Linked DNA regions of Hordeum vulgare: region 2 is linked to region 1. The links are chromatin contacts, called in public Hi-C maps. All regions are on one chromosome and are shown on one strand. The core of a region is the stretch at or near the end of the contact, and the rest is flanking DNA. Distances in the headings are between cores, read along the strand shown. Region 1 has its middle 190 kb from the start of LOC123396714. Region 2 holds the start of LOC123396714 (transcription factor HEC1-like).

The links. Hi-C and Micro-C count contacts between places; a contact is called where the count stands out from the background.
Region 2: a contact with region 1 is called in a Hi-C map of an unstated tissue, with 9 times the contacts expected there. The contact joins the promoter of LOC123396714 here to the enhancer-like site in region 1. A contact is called at or near these places in 3 of 6 Hi-C or Micro-C datasets (leaf, seedling and an unstated tissue).

The regions. Positions count from the first base shown.
Region 1 is chr5H:459,081,396-459,084,614 of MorexV3_pseudomolecules_assembly, reverse strand. No RefSeq gene overlaps it. Among protein-coding and RNA genes, the nearest start is that of LOC123396714, 190 kb to the left of the region's middle. Within about 2 kb of position 1,799, at least 1 of the 3 cell types and tissues checked has open chromatin away from gene starts, as enhancers often do.
Region 2 is chr5H:459,267,261-459,270,790 of MorexV3_pseudomolecules_assembly, reverse strand. It overlaps LOC123396714 (transcription factor HEC1-like), which reads left to right and starts at 1,781. Exons shown (of 1, transcript XM_045091567.1): 1 at 1,781-3,077. The coding sequence starts at 1,959. The coding sequence ends at 2,675.

The sequences.
Region 1 (3,219 bases), core at 550-3,049:
TTCTATATCATAGCAGAGGAGAGCGTACAAGTTACATTTCAAAACGCAATAGACATTGCCCTCCTACCTAATCCGTGATCTTGTGCATTCAACTTACTCATGCTCATTCTGCCATGTTTAGAATCATTTTTCCTACTGTTTGCGGAAAATACAACGCGTAAAGAAAAAGTAGACAAGTATTCAAAAAATGAAAGAGGTAAAATAAAATAAATAAACTGAAGAAGATGAGTGAAAACTAAAGAAAGAAACAGAAAAACACACACAGAAATACAAAGAAAAACCTGATGCAAACAATGGAAACCGTAGACATGGGAAAAAAACTCACACATAGTCAGCTGAAATATTTTGCCGACCTGCCAGCGTCGTGTAATAGGCGAGCAGAGCTACGTCTCACTTGAAGTCAGTCATAGCTCTTGTGTCTTCCGTGAGCCACAGAAAATGTCGAACTGAATATACTTTTCAATCCCATTCAGTAATCAACAAGTGCAATTGTCCAGCGGCTCAGTGTACAGAAAAACAAGTCTAGTCCGCATACCGGAAGCAACTAACTCTTGGTTATCCCTTAAGGGGGGCCTTCAAAAGTCATTTGGGTGCCATGGGAGCAAGTCAAAGTGATGTGTCTAGTCGCCGTCATATGCTGTGTGTTGGGTGTTTTCCTTGTATTTATTTTTATGCCGCGTTTTCAGGTTTTAGATGTTTATTTATTCTTTTTGGCTTTGGGGTTTTCCCTAGATTTTGAAGGAAAAATAATTCACAATTTTTTGTGCAAGAAAAATATTTGTGCTTTTATTTGAAATGCATATTTACTCCTTGTAAAGGCGCATATTTCCTTCTCGTGAAGACACATTTTTGTTTCTCTGCAAGAAGTAGGTGTACTTCTCCAAAAAAGGAAAAGCATTCGTGCTTTCATAAGAAGCACAAATTTGCTTTTCAATGAGGAATTGCTTGTGGGAAAAACACAATTATGCTTTTAAGAAAGAAAAAAAACGTCTGCATCGATGAGAAGCATAAATTTGCTTCTCGCAGAGGCGTAGTTTCTTTCGTGAGAAGCACAACTATGATTCTTAAAAAGCAAAAGAAAATGTACTTCCATGAAAAAACATACTTGCTTCTAGCGGAGGCACATATTTGCCATCACTAGAAGTACAAATGTGATTTTAAAAAAATGCTTACACAAGAAACATAGATTTCCTTCTCGTGTATGCATACCTTTACTTTAGTGATCCGTGCTTCTTGAAAAGAAAAAAAACTATTTGCTTTCACAGGAAGTATAGATTTTCTTCTTGTGGAGGTTTAAATTTGCTTCCACATGATGCACAACTGTGCTTCTCGAAAAGAAAAAGATAAAAGAACATGCTTTCAGCTAGAGGTTTTTTGTTTCAGTTTTTCTCATACATTTTTTTCCATTTTTTGTCGGTTTTAATTTTTGTATTCCATTTTAGTATTTTTTTTATTATTTTCTTGTTTTTACAAAAAACAAATCATGAAAAAAATTATTGAAACCTATTGACGCGAGATCTACTTTTGAAGATCTCGATGCGATAAATTCAGTGGTGAAACAGTCCGGGATTTAGATGCACGGTTGAAGAGATTAAACATTTTAAATAAACAAAACGATGGGGAAAAAACTCTTAGATTGCCATAAGTGATGTACAAGCTTTGGGCCACCTGCTAGCCCCTAAGAAAGGAGTGAGCTTTACAATAGGTGATCCTTAACTAGTGATTTCATATAGACAGTGCTCCTTGCGACAAAGGGTATGCCTATGGCTGACTCCTAGTCAGCGCCTTCAGCGCCAACTAGCGAGGTTGGCGCTCACGCGCATGCTAAACGGGACGTGGCCCATTAAATGCGTGTGTGCTCGTTCGCTAAGGTCTCTTTATTCGTTTGCTTGGGCGTCGTTCATGGTTTTCTGGCGAAGTAGACCAGGTTCCCCAGCCGGTTCATGAGTTGACTTTTGCTGCAAAAATTCAACAACAACAAAAGATCGCAAAAATCAAAAAAATTCATCAGATTCAACGAAAGTTGATAAATTCCTAAAAAAAATCATTAATTTTCTAACAAAGTTCACGAAATAAAAAAATCCCTGAATTTAAAAAAAGTTAATGCATTTTGAAAAAAGTTCATCGATTTAAAAGAAGTTCATCCCAAATTTGAATAAAAATTCATGGGTCTGAAAAAAAGTTCATTAATTCCCAAAAAAGTTCATCGATTTAAAAAAAGTACAGCCCTAATTTGAAAAAAAATGATTTTACAAAGGTTTATAAAATTTGAAAAAAATTCATCGATTGAAAAACAAATCATCCCAAATTTAGCAAAAAAATGATTTGAAATAAAGTTCATCAAATTCAAAAAAAAGTTCATCAATTTTTTAAAAAATTCATGAATTTAAAGAAGTTACTGAATTTTAAAAAAGTTCATTGATTTTGAAAAAAGTTCATCGATTTAATATAAGTTCATCCCAAATTTGAATAAAAATTCATTGATTTGAAAATTTTCATTAATATCGAAAAAAATCATCGGTTTAATAAAAGGTCATCCCAAATTTGAACATAAATTCATAGATTTTAAAAAAAAAATATCAAATGCGAAAAAAGTTCATCAATTGAAAAAACATTCGTTCCAAATTTAAAAAGAAAAATTATTGATTTGAAAAAATGTTCATCAAATTCGAAAAAATGTTCATCGGTTTTTGGGAAAAGTTCAACAAATTCAAAAAATGTTCAAAGAATTCGGAAAATTTTCATCTACTTTGAAAAAAAAGTTCTTCAAATTTGGAAAACAATCATTGATTCTGAAAAAGGTTCATAAATTTAAAAATAGTTAATCAGTTTTTTTTAAAAGTTCATCAAATATTGTAACATCCCAAATTTTGTATGTTATAATAATTACTAAATTGATTGATTGTTTGAATGATTGTTTGAAATTCAGTGAAATTTGAAAATTTTGAAACTTTTGAATAAGAGGGATTAAAATGACTTTCCCATTTTCTTATGAATCCAATTTCATCCAATTCAAACCATTGAGAGGAGATGACATGACATCTACATAATAAAGGATTTGAATGTTTTGGATTTGAAAACTACTAAAACTTTTCTTTTTGGAATTCATTTCATTTTGGCTCTATTTTAAAAGTTTAAATGACTTCAAATATTAAAATTTTGAGAGGATGAACATGACCTTCCAAACTAGGGGCATTTTGGGAAGTATTTGAAGCCTAA
Region 2 (3,530 bases), core at 532-3,031, 190 kb before region 1:
AAGTTTATGCACCAAACTAAGGTCACGTGTAAGTTCTACGACCACAGATGTAAGTACTATTTACTAAAAAAAATGCGTCGGTAAACATTCGCGTGAGGACGCGGTGGACACTCGCGGAAAGGCAAGTGAACGGAGCATGTTTGTCCTCCCGTGGATCACCGACACGTGGGGCGCTAGGCGCGGTCGGATCGCGTTGGGCCAAGCACGGGCGGGTCCGGGTCATTTATAAGAGAGTACCAAATGCCAACCGACCAACTGACCAACGCCCTTGAGCCCGTTGACCGTGTTGGGAGCCGATGGCAACCCGCCGTGTACGCTCGCTTTACTTCTCGGCGGCTTGTTCCGTACCTCACTCCCGTTCCAAATCTACTACTACTGGTACTAAAGATTTGGTAGTAACTAAAATGCGCAAATCATTGGAAAGGTCAGAACGTACATTATTTACTAGCTATGCAAGGTTGTTGTATACTCCGCATATTGATTTTGACTGAAAGTAAACTTTGTAAAATTTGATCAAGCTTGTAAAAAACAATATGAACATTAACAGTAATAAATTTATATGATGTGAAGATATATATCATGATGAATCCAATAGTATTAATTTGATGGTGTACATGTTACTATAATATACTCCCTCCATCCTAAAATAAGTGTCTTAAGCTAAATACAACTTTATACTAAAGCTAGTACAAAGTTAAGACAATTATTTTGAAACGGAGGGAGTATATTTATACAAACTTGTTGAGGGTATTTAAGGTTTAACTTTATACATATCTAATATACGGAGTAAATAAAAACAAAAAATATATAATAACTATTTTTTAACACTGTACTTTTTGCACCGGTATTTATTTTATAACATATATAATCGACGACCAGTTCTTGGAAGAATAAAAAAAATATGGTGATAACTAAAATACCGACTAGTTCTCCGCGAAATAAAATAAAATACTGACTAGTACTCCCTCCGTTCCTAAATATAAAACGTTTTAGATATTACACTATGAACTACATACGAATGTACATAAACATATTTTAGAATATAGATTCACTCATTTTAATTCGTATGTAGTCTCCTAGTGTATTCTCTAAAAGGTCTTATATTTTGAAACGGAGGGAGTATTTCTGAATCTCGTCCGTTTATCTTGTGAATCAACCAGATCACGTTCCGCGTGATCGTAGAGAAAAAAGACCGCGGGGCGCGCGGTTCATCGCATTCGCACGCAAGCTTCATCAGTCCGACGTGGAGCGCGATATGCTGGTATGCCCCGGTGCATGTTTGCCCTTTTCGAAGCCAGCCACTCCACTGACCGATACGTGGACAGCAAAAGCGATCGCCCATCCACGTGTCAGGCCGGCGTTCATGGACCGACCCTCGCGCGCCGCTAACCAAATCAGGTGAGAAAAAAGCTTAATTCGATGCCCAAGTTAAAGCAGTCGTCGGCATTCTTAATTCTGGTGATTTCGGCTGATCCGTGTTCTGTGAGACATTTTATAGAGACGTCCTTCTCGACGAAAGCGAAGGTTTATCTATACGTTCGCGCAGCGCACGGGAGTGCAATTCCAGCTTCCGGGAAGGAGCAGCAAGGCAAAAGAAAGGGAGTATATACATACAGAAATTTAATAAAATGAAGAAAAGGGGGGAATAATTGAGGAGAAGAGATCGCTAGCTAGCTGCTAGTGTGTGCTGATGCTACAGAGGAAGCAGCATCACATTTATCCCAGCCAGTCGGCTCCAAATGGCGACGGCCCTACCGTCGTCCCGGCTCCGGCCTCCTCCTCAGCTCCTCTGCCTATAAATAGGCGCCTCCACTTGCGGTTTGGCAACAGCACACCCAGCAAAACCTTCCTCAAACAGCCAGCAAGCTCGAGCGAGCTCCTAGTCCAGTCCTTTGCAGCAGCAAGAACACATACACGTCTCACTGAGAGCAAGCTCTCGATCGTTTGAGCCATCATCCATGGACTTTGACCTGCTGATGAGCTCCAGCCCGGAGGCGCAGCTCGCGCTGATGAACACCATGCTTCAGCTGGAGCAGGCGCTCAACGACCAGTCGCTGATGATGGCGGAGGCGTCGCCGCCGATATCGCCCGCGCAGACCCCTTCGCACAGCCTCTCGCCTCCGCCGCACGTGTCCACGGCCTGCGCGCCCACCGACGCCGGGTATTTTTACCACCAGGACATGCATGCCCAGGCCGCCGCGGCGGGGTACGCCGACGCCGGCACCGGCGGCGTGCACCAGGAGTACGTGGTGTCTCCGGGCGCCGTCGTCTTCGACGGCCCTACCGGCGCGCCGCAGGGGTACTCCTCGTCTCCGTCGTCGTCGGACGCGATGCGGGAGATGATCTTCCACATCGCGGCGCTGCAGCCGGTGGACATCGACCCGGAGGCGGTGCGGCCGCCCAAGCGCCGCAACGTGCGGACCTCCAAGGACCCGCAGAGCGTGGCGGCGAGGCTGCGGCGGGAGCGCATCAGCGAGCGCATCCGCGTCCTGCAGCGCCTCGTTCCCGGCGGCACCAAGATGGACACCGCCTCCATGCTCGACGAGGCCATCCACTACGTCAAGTTCCTCAAGTCCCAGGTGCAGTCGCTCGAGCTCGCCGCCGCCGCCACCGGCGCGGCCGCCCACCGCGCCGCCGCCTTCGCCTACCCCGCCCTCCAGCACGCGCCGTGGTAGCTCATCCTCCTCAGCACTCAGCACGGCCCGTCGACGCTTCAGCTACCATGATAGTGATTCAATAATCCTTCCCGTTTCTGTCGCCGCGCGCACCAGCTCGTCGTCCCCGATCGCTTTTGGAGTTCCTCGGATGATTTCTGTAGCTCTGTGCGGATGTGTAGTGCATGGTCGCATATTCGCATGCATGTGTGTAAAGATGTGTAGTAGGAACCTTCTAGTTACATTTATTGCCGTTTTGTTACCGCATGCTAGCTAGCTCGCACGTGGTTTGCTCCAAGCTTTTTTTGGACTCGCAAGCCCGTCCATGCGCGTTACCTACGTACGTACGTACTACTACTAGTGTACTTACTACCCCTAGGGATGTACACTTTTTCACCTTATCAATGCAGTATTTGCCATGCACAACAGTGTGATCCTAAAATTCCGTTGGCGTGCATGCATGCATGCATCTGAATGAACAAGAACCGTCGTCCTTTCTCTCTTTCGCTACATTTGGTAGTACCACGTAGTACGTACGCCACAGCCGATCGACCTGACTAGTCCACAAAGTTGACCGTGCATCAATGGCAATGGCGGTACGTACGTACGTAGAGGTCCGCCTCAAGAAAATGCCAGTGCATGCAGGGCCGGGCCGTGCCATTGTTGATCCCATGCCGTCACGCCGCCGTCTACCTCGCACGTACCTCTGCTCGCCGGCCGGCCGAACACGCAGGAAGGGGAGTGCCGAGTGCGTAATAAGTAGCTACTTGACGACCGCTCCGTGGCGCTGCCGGCCGGAGAGGACGCCGCCCGTACCGCACGCTAGGTGGCTCGCCCGCGAAGCAAGCGGGCGGAGGCACGCAAGTTAAACTTTGG